2 separate regions of the Sus scrofa genome follow, and region 2 is linked to region 1. A link is a contact called in public HiChIP or PLAC-seq data. All regions are on one chromosome and are shown on one strand. Each heading gives the region's core, a stretch centred on a gene start, on an enhancer-like site or on the middle of the called end of the contact. The rest is flanking DNA. Distances are from core to core; before and after follow the strand shown.

Evidence for each region. HiChIP or PLAC-seq counts read pairs in DNA pulled down with a chosen protein or histone mark.
Region 2: a contact with region 1 is called in an H3K27ac HiChIP or PLAC-seq map of alveolar macrophages. The contact joins two enhancer-like sites. A contact is called at or near these places in 3 of 47 Hi-C or Micro-C datasets (blood, embryonic fibroblasts and epiblast stem cells) and 2 of 2 datasets of contacts at active chromatin or transcription factors (alveolar macrophages and skeletal muscle).

The regions. Positions count from the first base shown.
Region 1 is chr5:41,738,054-41,745,314 of Sscrofa11.1, forward strand. It overlaps FGD4 (FYVE, RhoGEF and PH domain-containing protein 4), which reads right to left. Exons shown (of 17, transcript XM_021092066.1): 2 at 5,926-6,078. Among named protein-coding and RNA genes, the nearest start is that of DNM1L, 110 kb to the left of the region's middle. Within about 2 kb of position 3,933, at least 6 of the 83 cell types and tissues checked have an H3K27ac peak or open chromatin away from gene starts, as enhancers often do. A contact at or near this core is called in alveolar macrophages, where this site is marked.
Region 2 is chr5:41,841,763-41,848,060 of Sscrofa11.1, forward strand. The region is part of intron 1 of FGD4 (FYVE, RhoGEF and PH domain-containing protein 4); the gene reads right to left. Among named protein-coding and RNA genes, the nearest start is that of FGD4, 34 kb to the right of the region's middle. Within about 2 kb of position 1,964, at least 7 of the 83 cell types and tissues checked have an H3K27ac peak or open chromatin away from gene starts, as enhancers often do. A contact at or near this core is called in alveolar macrophages, where this site is marked.

The sequences.
Region 1 (7,261 bases), core at 2,683-5,182:
TTCGCTCTCAACATTTCTGATTTTTCTTTCACACTAGGGATGGCCAGTTCCAAATACTCTCTGAACATTTCCTAGGGGTCCTATCAGCACTTCCAGTTCATTATGTCTAAAACTCAACTCACTACCTCTTCCCCCTGCAGCCCAAAGGATGTAAACAGGAAAAACAGTGTTCAATGTCACCAATAATCAGAGAAATGCCAATCAAATCCACAGTGTGATACGCCATCAGATTAACCAAAATTTTTAAATCAGACAATACCAAGTGTCCCTGAAGCTGTGAAGCAATGTGAATGTGAAGGCCTGCATTTTGAAAGGGAGTATAAATTCATAGGACCATTAAGATCTCTCTCTTTCTCCCTGTATTTATTTCCAAAATACATATCCTAGAGAACTTCTTACATATTTACACAGAGTTTTTAAATTTTTTTGACTTTTTCATGAATCCAACAAGTATTTACTGAATACCCATTAAGTTCTATGTGCTTGACCACATAATGAACAAAGGGAAAGAGGAGAAACAAAAAAATAATAAGTAAAACATGGATCAGAAGCCAGTAAATGCAAAGAGAAAGGGGAAGGGGTTAAAAGAACAAGATAGAGGAGATCTGGAGTGGGAGGGCATATTGCAGTGTTAAGTAGAATGTTCAAAGTGCGCCTTTTTGAGAAGTTCGGATTTGAACAAGACTTAAAGAAGTTGCGGGAGTTATCCAGGGAAGGACAGTCTATCAGGTAGAGTGAAAGCTAGAGACCAGTGGAGGCCAGTATGACTAGAGCCAAAGGAGCAGGTGGAGCAGGTATTGAGGTCAGAGTGAGGGCCAGATAATGCAGAACCTGTGGAGCGAGCACTGTAAAGATTTTGATTTGAGTGAAGGGAGAAGTTCGTGTAGAGTTCTGAGCTGAGGAATGACATGATATGGCTTAAATTCCAACAGTACCACGCTGGCTATTGTGTTGAGAATGTAGGGAAGCAGGGTGGGCGCAGGGTAGAAACAGGGAGAAAATTAAGAGGTTATTATATAATGATGCTCAGAAAGAGGTAGTGAGAAACAGATTCTAGGTATACTATAAAAGTAGTTTTCCTGTTAGAGTAAAAGTGAGATACAAGAGAAGAATCAAGAAGGATTCAGACATGTGGTCTGAACAACTGATAAGATGGATGGAATTGCATTCAACTGACACAACAGGTGAAGTAATTTTTGGAGAGAAGATTGGTAGTCTAGTCAAGGACACCCTAAGTTTGAGATTTCTGGTTGACTGCAAGTAAAATGGGCTCTATGACAGCCAATTTTACAGATATTAAATGGAAGAAAAAATTAATTATTCAAAAATGTCCATGTATAGGAAATAATTATTGAGAATGAAAAAGAATCTTAAAAAAAAATAAAATATTTTTAAAAATAAAAAAAAAAGAAAGAAAGGGAGTTGCCGCTGTGGCGCAGTGGAAACAAATCTAATAACCATGAGGTAGCAGGTTCAATCCCTGGACTCACTCAGTGGGTTAAGGATCCGGTGTTACTGTGAGCTGTGGTGTAGGTCAGAGATATGGCTCAGATACTATGTGGCTGTGGCTGGCAACTATAGCTCTGATTCAACCCCTAGGTTGGGAACCTCCATATGTTACAGGTACAGCACTAGAAAGCAAAAAAAAAAAAAAAAAAAAAAAAAGAATCTAATTGCTACTGTCAACTGAAAGAAAAAATGCACAAAGAAAAGTTGTAAGTTAAGTTTTATTCAAGGACCTTACTGAGGACTATAGCCAGGGAGACACACTTCTCAGATAGCTCTGAAGAAGTGTTCCAAAGAGCCAAGAACTTTTTTCACTGGGAAAAAATCAGTTAAGCATAAAAAGATAACTGCTATTACAAAGAACAGCCATCTCATGTTAGTGATTTTAGTGCTTTTCGACACGGAAGATTCAAGAATCTGGGGTCACCGAAAATACTCCTTAGACAGATATCTTCACTATCTAGGGAATGGTATATCCAAAGCACAGAATACTTCCTGTTTTTCTCCATTCTGAATTCCCCTCGGGGTGCATGGTTGGTTGGTGACTGTAGTGGCCATTGGCTTGATCCTTGTAGAACTAGAACAACAGGCAGCATTTTTGACTTTATACCAACTTAAGTGTGAAGATTATCAGGAGGTTTTGATTAGTCTTATTTTACTTCCTCTGACTATATATATATTAATGCATTATAAGTTTGTAACATATTATATTTTAGGAATGAAACATTACACATAGAATGCTTTACATTAGAAGCAGATGAAATGAATTATTTGAGTAAATTGAATACATTTATTTGAACAATAACGTGGGCTTCAAAGTTTATGAAACTGTTTTAATTTTTTTTTTTTTTTTTTTTTTGCTTTTTAGGGCCACACCTGCAGCATATGGAAGTTCGCAGGCTAGGGGTCAAATCGGGGCTACAGCTGCTGGCCTACGCCACAGCCACAGCAACGTGGGATCTGAGCCACATCTGCAACCTACATGTACCACAGCTCACAGCAACACCAGATCCTTAACCCACTAAACAAAGCCAGGGATCAAACCGTGTCCACACAGATACTAGTTGGGCTCATTACCACTGAGCTCCACAACAGGAGCTCCTAGAAACTTTTTAAATATTAAGGTTTAATGACTGAGAAGTGAAAATATGTGGGCTTTCTCAAAATAATTAATTATGGAGAATGTTGTGGATCAATGCTCCTAAGAGAAAAAGGACAACTGTCTTTAACTGCTAAGAAAGTTCTTTAGAATAGTTATATCTAACATGGCAGGAAATAGGCCAGAATTAAAAGTGGTGAACAAGTAGAAAGACATGTTGGAGTTGCTCAGTAATTTGTTTGTTAGACTAGTAGGATTGGTATGAAGTGAATAAACCATTGTTTCCCAAGGCCTCAGAATATTTTCTGAGGCAAAACAACCCCTAACTATAAAAGGAATCCATTTCCACAGCTACAGGTTTAGATTCAAATGCAGCTTATCTAATATAAAATTGATCTCTTTTATCCTTTTAAAATAAAAGACTTCAAAGATATTTACTTGTTGGTAATTTTAAAAATTCAGATATAATTGACACACAAAGTTATGACAGCTTCAGGTATGCAACATAATGATTCGATATATACATATATATAGTGAAATAATCATGACGGTAAGTCTAGTTAACGCATCAGCACACACAGTCACACACTTTTTTTTCTTGTGATGAGAACTTTTAAAACCTCTCTTAGCAACTTTTAAATATATAATACAGTATCACTGACTATGGTCACTATGCTGTTCATTACATCCTCGAGACCTACTTACTTATTGGTAATTAATAAACACAAAAACATAGGCTTCATGTTGTTCTGGGTACATTACTACATACATAATCACCACTGGTAAAGGTATTCAATATGCTTTTTTAAAAAATCACCGAAATAAACTGTAGCTATAATATTATGAGCACTTCACAAGAGAAAGAAATAAGCAAGATTTAATTATGAGCTATTTTTAGGACCCAGATTAGAATTTCTCTATCTACTAACATTTCAGGTCAGATAATTCTTTACTGGGCGTGGGGGAGGCTGGCCTGTACATTGTAACATGACAAGCAGTATCCCTAGCTTCTACCCACTAGATGCCAGTAGCAACTCTCAAATGTTGTAGCGAGCCAAAGTCTCTAGATGATGGCGGGGGCGGGGAGGGTGAGTGCCTGCGGGGCAGGTGCAGCAGGCCTACAAAATTATCTCCAGTTGAGAACTACTCATCTAGAATAAGAGTCTTGGACTGAACTAAAATTGCAGAATGGATCTTGAAGTGTGAGCAGCCTCATCATGCATAACTTGTAAGGGATTTGCAAGGAAGAGGGAACAAGAGCGTCAGTATGATAATCCTTCACTCTGAGCGGCAAGTTCCCGTTGGCACGCCCTTCCTTTCTCAGCTGCAGTCACCCAATGTTCTTGAGGGTTTGGAGAAATTAAAAGCGGCTTCTCTCTGCTAGAGGGTGGAGAACACTATCAGTCAGTAAGTCAATGAGTAGTGTTCTATGAGGCAGCTCACATGACAACACCAAGATGTAGCCTCATTTCAGGACACTGGTCTCTATACGGCACACATTGTAAGCTTTAAACAAAGAATAACCAAAGGAAAGTAGAGGAAATGTGTTGATAGGGCACGAATTCATTCAACAAGCATTACTGAAGGTTTGCTGTGCTGTGTGGTAGACATAGGGCATGCAGCAGTGTAAAAGGCAGGAGAAAAACAACATGAATGAGTTAAATCTATAGCAGACCAAACTGTAATGAATAAGCAAAAACAAAGAAAACAAAGCTCATGAGGAAATATAAGATTTCAAGGATAAGGGTGGGGTTAAAGTTTTAGCTAGGGGGGCCAGGGAAGGGCCAAACAATGAGTGAGAGTAATTTGAAAAAGAAGTGCGAAGTACTCTATGTGGTCTATTTAATATCTGGAAATATTCTCACTGGTTATGTAAAACTGCATACACTAATTCAAACTCAAGATGGGAAGTAATTATATATATTTAAATAGCAATACACTGACATTAATATAATTACACAATCAAAAGCAAGGTCAATGCTTTCTCCCTAAAGAATAGGATTACTTTGGTACATGGCAGCTCAGGACGAAAACTGCTCTAATTTATCTCAATGAACTATAAAAGCAATGAATGTAATGTAATGCATCTTTCCAAAACAGCCTTTATAAATAATGAAATTCATGCTTATGTTCTGGGCAATTACATTAAATTCACATATTTATTTCTTATATTTCTACCTTATTTGAAGTCAGCTTAGGTCTAATGAATAGGATGGAATTTTGTATTGTGCAAGTAAAATGGCTTTATCATGATCAGAAAAATTTCTATTTTCATATTCACATCAAAGTTATAGGGAGGAGTATGGTCAGAAGATAAGGTTATAAACTCAGGAATGGGCTGTTCATTTGAATCTCCAATTATTTCAACTTGCTTGACTGCCTTATCCCATATTACCACCAATAGAGCTAGAAGTAAGAACAAAAGGAAAAATATCCCATAGTCAGGAAGACTTCATTTTAATCCCTTTTTAAAGATCTCTTTCAGAAATCCTTAAAACATAAGAAATGGAAAGAGACCAAAGTAAGTAGAAAATAATACAAATAGAAATTGATTTTTCCAAAGTACAGTGATTCTAAAAATCCCTAGTACTGTTTCTTGGCTGAATGTTCAGTATTTGATATAAACGAAAATATAGTAGAAAGAAACTACACATTAACCCATAGTGTAGCTTAGTTTTATGTTATACTTCAAAAGGCCTTACTCTCAATCATCGAAATTATAATTTCGTGCTCCTCAAAGTTAATCCAGAGTTCACTAGAAATTTATTTATAAAAGGAAATGGTCACTGAACAAAACATTCAAAGATTTCCACCATTACAATTTTTCCCCTTATTGGATGCTCAGCTCCTGGAATAACAACTTTACTAAGAAGCCTGAAAAGACCTAGTTCCTTAATATTGTAAAATCATATTCTTCCTAAGTTTGTTAACCACTGTTTTAAAATGGGCTGTTTCAGACTCTCTGACATCTAGCAAGTCTGACAGCTTTCTGATGGAACTTCTCAACACATTCATTTGTACGTATTTATTATGCAAAAGCAAGTTAGGCTCTGTGCTATGTCATGCATAGTCATATTTCCATTACAGGGACACATAAACACTTTCTGCAACATGAAAAGAACCATAATAGAGAATTGCATACGGTGTTTTAGGAGCAGAAACACTGCCCGAGTTCACAGATTTTTTCTTCCTGAAAAAATAAATATACCCAATTCCTCCCATTTATAGCTTAAAACTCTTAGTTGATCATTATTCTGCATAGGCTTCATCAATGACCAAAGCACCTGACCTGATTTAAAAAAAAAAAAAAATCAGCATACCTTGTGGCTTTGGACTTGGAGCTGGGTGTTTTGCTGGCGTTTTCCCATTTATTCCCTGAGCCTCTTCAACACATACATTCTCATCAATCAACGTGGTTGTGCTGCTTTTCAAACAAGGTGGAACTATAGTAATCTTTGGACAGATACTGCTGCCTGGGAGGAAAGAAAGGATAGGTTAATACAGAAGCAGAGCAAAACTATGTCTGATGACTTAATTTCTTCTGATCCCACAAAACAAACACAGTCACAGTTATAAGACTAAGCATCCTTTTCCCACATGTGCTCGCCTTGACAAAGAGTTCCTGAGAAAGATCTCATTCCATGTGCTTGAGAAACTTTATAATACATGCTGACAGAGATTGCTGACTACCACCACTACTGCTACTACACACACACACACACACACACACACTCTCTCTCTCTCTCCCCACCCCCCCACTCTCTCTCTCCCCATCCCTCCCCCGCTTGCTTGCAGGGCCAGGGAAAGGGCAGAATGCAGCTGCTGTGATGAAGATGAAGTAAAGGACCAGAGGGCCCCAGCATTAATCTGTTAAAAGCGTTCCTTTCCAGCATCCATTGAGTTGCCAGACATTGAGTGGCTATAAAGAACAAAGCAAGAAAGCATGTACATGACAGCTGACCTAAAGACTCTACAAGAATGGCTCGATTAGAAATGAACAACTCCCCTTGCCCCAAACTGTGCAACCTTCTCTCTTACTAGCTTACTCAGACTCCAAATCAACATATAAAAGCTATCCCCAAAAAGAAGAATGATAAGATGATATAAACAGTCATATTTATTCACAATTCCGAATCTTCAAAAACACTGCAGTGCTTTAAAACACTGAAATACATCATGAAACAGAGATGGAGGAGAACAGACCAATTCTTAGATCGAATTAAATACTGAATTTCAAAGACTTTTAAATAAATCATATGCCAGTGTTTCCTCTTTATAGGCATATTAAATTTTCCTTTCTTCTAGTTGACATGGTGGTATTAACAACAGATTGGGACACGTTTGGGAGAAAATTAAAATTTCTATCAGGAAATTCATTATCACTAAATAAAAGTATGCCATTTTAAGAAACCATCATTTGATTAAGAAACAAAGAGTTTCATTGTTATAGAATCCAAATTCTAAAATGAGAACTGAGATAAAAAGCTTTAATTATTATTCAAAACAATAAAAGCTATTAACACTCAAACAACTTCTTTTTTCTTTTTTTTGTCTTTTGTCCTTTTAGGGCCGCACTCACTGCATATGGAGGTTCCCAGACTAGGGGTCCAATCAGAGCTTCAGCTACCGGCCTATGCCACAGCAACACCAGATCCT
Region 2 (6,298 bases), core at 714-3,213, 100 kb after region 1:
GAGGACAGTTTTAAATTGTAAGAAAAGTAATCTAGTTACTGCGGTTTCCCATCTTAAGAGGGGAAGCCTCTATCTTGAGGCATTATTATTTCGGTTATAGTGGTTCTGAATTAAATTAATGCACCAAGGTAAACCTAGACACACTTTGACTAAAATATAAAATATTTTACAGTAATTCTCCTTCAGGTAACTCTCATTTTTTAGATAAAACAAAAAATAAAACTTATGGTTACCAAAGGGGAGAAAGAGAGAGGAAGGGACAAATTACATAGGAGTATGGGATTGACAGAAACAACTATAAACATAAAATACATAAGCAACAAGGATTTATTGTATAGGACAGGGAATTCTAGTCACTATCTTTGTAATAACCTATAGTGGAATATAATCTGAAAAAAATAACTGAATCACTGTGCTGTATATCTAAAACTAAATACTGTAAATCAACTATACTTCAATTTTTAAAAAATCTGAAAACAAACCAAAAAAACCCATAAATGATATTTTAAAAATTTTTTTAATGATACTGCTTTTTTGGTAGAAATTATACATTTACCCAAAAGTAGCTTTCTAATGACATAATGTAAAATACATGAAAAGTAGAGAAGAGAAGCCCTGTTAACTTTTTAAAATCCAAAGTTTTCCAAATAATTAAATTCCTTCATCAAGTACATGCCTGATCATCACAGAATTCAGGTTACACCAGTTCATGTTCTCCCATTTCCATTTTGTCCCAAATACCACCCTGTCAGTGTAGAAACAACGAACATTTATTCATTTGTTTTTTTTTTTTAAGCAGAAGCAGCCCAGCTCATTAGCTGGCTGAAGACCTTTGTGTCCTCACAAAGGCAGAAGTCTCAGACCATTTAAACAAGAAAACATTCAAACAAGAAAATGTCAAGATTATTTGTTCACAGAGACTTTTATTTTAAAGGGCCCCATTCTTTGTGGGAAAAGAAGTAGTATGTTCTTTAGAATATATGGCACTCTAATTTTTCTGAATATTTATCAATTCTCTCAGTATAATTTTTGACTACTCTGGATTAAGCACATTCAAAGAAAAAAGAGCATGACTAAACTTTATAAGGCTCTGGTTGAAACAGATCCAAAATTACATTAATGACAGTAACAGTATCAGTTTCACAAATAAGGTTGTAAATAAATCCTCCCACCAGTTCCTTTGCCTTCTGAACCTACCTTTGAGTTTTGAGGAGGACAAATTTTCCTAAAAGTGTAAACTCCAACCGAACCAAGGGGCATTATCCTTTTACTGTAATACTCTCAGCCAAGTCATTAAATAGCAATTATTCAGGTGCCATGAAAACAGGAAAAGGAAGGAAAACAGATAGACTAAAGGATTACAGCTCATACATTGTCCTCATACAACACATTCACAATCCCTGTTCTCCCAAAGCCAGCAAGTCACATGTCACTGATTTGATCACATGTAAAAGTATCCAATTACAATGAACAATTGGTATAACGTACCTCCCAAATTTCAACCAATGTTAGCTTTTAATAATCACTGTAGGAGAGCTATAACATTTGCTAATTTAAATATAATTATTCAAATTATATTTAAACCAACACTTACATAGAACTTTAACAAAAACACCAGCTAGAAATAAGAGAGCCTTGAACTGACTGTTAATGACAGTAACGCTCACAGAACACTTACACAAGAGAACTATGATCTGCAAATGGAAAAGTACCCATCCATTAAAATTATTTCCCTTATTTTCTCAATCATTAGGCTATGATTGTAATTCCTTCTCCTTTTTTAAGTATTCACAAAGAGAAATCACATAATCACAAAAATCACCTTAAGACTCCATCAGCTGTTATTTCGTTCATTCCCATCATGTAACTTTATGACTCATTGGGCAAATATTTTCATACAGGAAAGTTCTTCAAATGACAAAACACCAAGTTTCCTTATTCAGTATCCAGAAATTTTACACTAGATCAGGCTGCCTCCTAGAGGCCAACATATATAAAAACACCTCTACATTCATCATAGTATCTTAACAAACATCACATATCTTTGAATTTGAATCTTGATAATAACCAAATGGAACATGCCCCACTTAATTTTATTATTTTAAGTGACCCTTTCTAGTTTCTAGGTAGTTATCTACTTGCACTTAAAAAAACTGAAATAGCTAGGGGAAAAATCTACCACAAAAGAAATCTACTGCAAATCCTAAAGAGAGCAAATGACAAAGATATTCTACTGTCAATCACAAAAATCAAATATTAATAAGTACAAACATTTAAAAATGTATGTAGTAAGTTAAACACAACTCTTGATAGCTTAAATGTCTAAAAGGACTACACTGCTATACTCTTAAAAGTAAATTTTAGGCAGAGAGCCATATACATAGAAGAAAAAGCTCTGGAGTTCCCGTCGTGGCACAGTGGTTAACGAATCTGACTAGGAACCATGAAGTTGCAGGTTCGATCCCTGGCCTTGCTCAGTGGGTTAAGGATCTGGCGTGGCCGTGAGCTGTGGTGTGGGTTGCAGACACGATTAGGATCCTGTATTGCTGTGGCTCTGGCGTAGGCTGGCGGCTGCAGCTCTGATTAGACCCTTAGCCCGGGAACCTCCATATGCCGCGGGAAGTGGCCCTAGAAAAGGCAAAAGGACAAAAAAAAAAAAAAAAAAAAAAACCTTTAAGTATAAAGTTTAATTTTCTCTAGCTGTATAATGTCCTAAACAAAATGCATAAAGGTGTTTCTCAACACAACAAACATAATGAGAATGAACACGTGCAAGCAACTACTACAGTGAAATTCTTGTTCAAAATATTATTGTTAAAAAAGTCTGCAGAACTGAGACGAATAAAACTTAATTCAAGGAAGTCAAATACAATGCAGTCTTCCTCACTTCTTTTTGGAAGCATGCTGCTTCATTGTGCTTGTGTAATAAAAGACTTTGCAAGTGGGAAGTTTCAATGCATTCACACAGGGCAATTCTGCAGCAGAGTTACCCTGGGGATAAATATGCTCTCAGCACAAAGAGCCATTTTAAGTAGGTCAAAGCATCCCCAAAGAGTATTTAGATCACCAGAACCTTCATAAAGGACTTTAATACTCTCTGTTACTTCACCCAGAAAGGAAGAAAAAATACAAAGAATCACAAGATACATTGTTAGAAACAAGAAAATTGAGGAATTAAAAATAAAGTTACCACTAGAAGAATTTTCTGAGATTCTAAATTGAAGTCTAGTCAATTTAAGATATTTACCAGCAAAATATTGGTCAAAAACATGCTTATGATCTTGTCAATTAAATAAAAGCTTTTTAAAAAACTACTAGGTTAGAGATATAGACAAATAGGAATCAAAACTTGTTTAAAACAATCATTTGGTATGGATTAAGAGGCTGGAATCTATCATATTGATACTGTTTTTATTTATTTATTTATTTATTTATTTATTTTGCTTTTTAGGGCTGTACTCCCAGGCTAAGGATTGAATCGGAGCTATAGCTACTGGCCCATGGCCTACAGTCATGGTCACAACAACACAGGATCCAAGCCAGGTCTGTGACTTATAACACAGCTCACCGCAACGCCAGATCCTTAACCCACTGAGCGAGGCCAGGGATCAAACCCACAACCTCATGGTTACTAGTCAGATTTGTTTCCACTGTGCCACAAGAGGAACTCTCTGACACTGTTTTGAAAACAAAGTCATTTAAAAAAGAATTTAAAAGGCTTATAAAAGACTAGTAATTAATGAAAGGGCAAAATCCAAGGTGCTATCTAGTAACAATCAAAACAGGGGCATCTTGTAAAGAATGCTAGCAAAGCAAATAGTGCATACGCATAAAACCCTCTAGGAGTTCTTTTGTGGTGCAATGGGTTAAGCATCAGGCAATGTCACTGCAGCAGCTTGCTGTGCCAAGGGTTCAATCCCTGGCCTGGGAATTTCCACATGCCACGGCAAGGGGAAAAAAAAAACACCCAATTTTTCCTGTACTCTCAGACCAACATTGAGAGGCACTTGCCACTGTTTTCCTCATTTCTTCAACAATTTCTGGCTGCCTGAGCACTCTAAATAGTGAGCAAAAGAACGAACTTTAAAAGCTATAGCATCTTGGGAGTTCTTGTTGTGGCTCAGCAGTAATGAACCCAACTAGGATCCAAGAGGACGCGTGTTTGGTCCCTGGTCTTGCTCAGTGGGTTAAAGGATCTGGTGTTGCCATGAGCTGTGGTATAGGTTGCAGATGTGGCTCAAATCCTGAGTTGCTGTGCCTGTGGTGTAGACCTGCAGCTGCAGTTCCAATTCGACCCCTAACCTGGAAACTTCCATATGCGGCATGTGCTGTGCTAAAAAGCAAAACAAAACCAAAAAAAGCTATAGTATCCTTTCCCTCCATGACTCAATAGAAACCCAAGGCCTTCAAATTCCCTGAGAAAACATGTGGAGTGTCCCAAAGATGATGGGCCTAGACAGACTAAATGCTTATGATTGACCATCATTTCTGTTATGTCTAGATGTGACAACCTCAGCAAGTTTATACTAAAATAAACAAGAATGAAAAAAAAAATTTTTTTGTCCACACCCGTGGCACACAAAAGTTCCCAGGCCAGGGATCGAATTCACACCACAGCAGTGACCTGAGCCACAGCAGTGACAATGCTAGATTCTTAACCTGCTGAGCCACCAACTCCAAGAAAGAAAATTTGGAACTGATTTTTGTGTGTCCACGTGACAAGTATCCAAGAACATGTAGGTCTAGCTTGAAAAGAGCTAAGTATACTCTAAAGATCTGTTTCATCAGAAGTTTTTCCCAGAACCAAAATGTGGACTGCAACTCAGTCTCAGGAAAGACTAGAACAGGGATTTGGAAGACCTCCAGAAACCAAGGGAGGTTTCTGGCCTCACCTTTGTAGCTCATTTCATGGACTATTCTTTCTCTGCTCACAAACTTCTGTTATTCAGCCCCTTGACTTACCACACATAGGACCCAATTTCACATATTAATATAATTTTCTTGGTCTAAGATCCCCATTCCTAGAAAGATATCTGATCGGCCCAGTTAAGGTCTGCCTATTTATGGTTAAAATCATATCTGCCCAATCAAATAGGGAACCTGAAAGCCCATCCATTTGATGATGAATTCTTTTGGCTTTTCAATGTTTTGAAAGTGTTTTAAATGTCCTTATTTCACCTTTCTTTTCAAAACATGGTTTCAGTGAGTATAGAATTCTAAGTTAATAATTTTTATCTTTGAGTACTTTAAAGATGTTGCTCCTTTGTTTTCTTGCTTGCATTGTTTCAAAAGAGAAATTTGCTACCAAAGATCCTTCTATTGCTCAATATATAATGAATCTGTTTTTCCTCCAGCGTCTTACATCCACTTATGATTTAAAAATCTCTCAACAAAGTGAGAATAGAGGGAACATACGCCAAAATAATAAAAGCCATATGTGACAAATCCACAGCTAACATCATATTCAAACATGAAAAGCAGAAAGTGTTTCCTCTAAGACAGGAACAAGATAAGGATACCCACTCTTGCCACTTTTATTCACTTTTATTCAACATAGTATTGGAAGTCCTAGCCACAGCAATCAGTCAAGAAAAAGAAAAGGAATCCAAATTGGAAATGAAAAAGTAAAAAATGACACGATGCTATACATAGAATCCCAAAGACACCGCCAGAGAAATATTAGGACTTCTCAATAAAATTGGTAGTTACAGGATACAAGATTAATATACAGAAATCTGACACATTTCTATACACTAACAACAAACTATCAGAAAGAGAAATTAAGGCACTCCCATTGTTGCTCAGTAGTAAGGACCCCAACTGGAATCCATGAGGACTCAGGTTCAACCCCTGACCTCACACAGTGTGTTAAGGATCCAGCACTGCTGTGAGCTGTGGTGTAGGTTACAGATGTGGCTCAGATCCTGCATTGCTGTGGCTGTGGCGTAAGCCAGCGGCTGCAGCTCTGATTTAACCCCTAGCCTGGGAACTTCCATATGCCGTCAGTATGGCCCTAAAAGACAAAAAATAAAAATAAAAAATAAAAAAAGGATAAATTAAGAGAACAATCCCATTTACAATCAAATGAAAACGAATATAATACCTAGGAACAAATCTAACAGGTGAGAGATCTATACCTGGAAAACTATAAGACACTGATTAAAGGAATTGAAGACAATGCAAAGAAATGGAAAGACATACCACACACATGGATTGGAAGAATTCATACTGTTAAAATTCATACAACTAGAAAAAAAATACCTCTAAAATGTGTATGGAAACACAAAAGACCAAATAG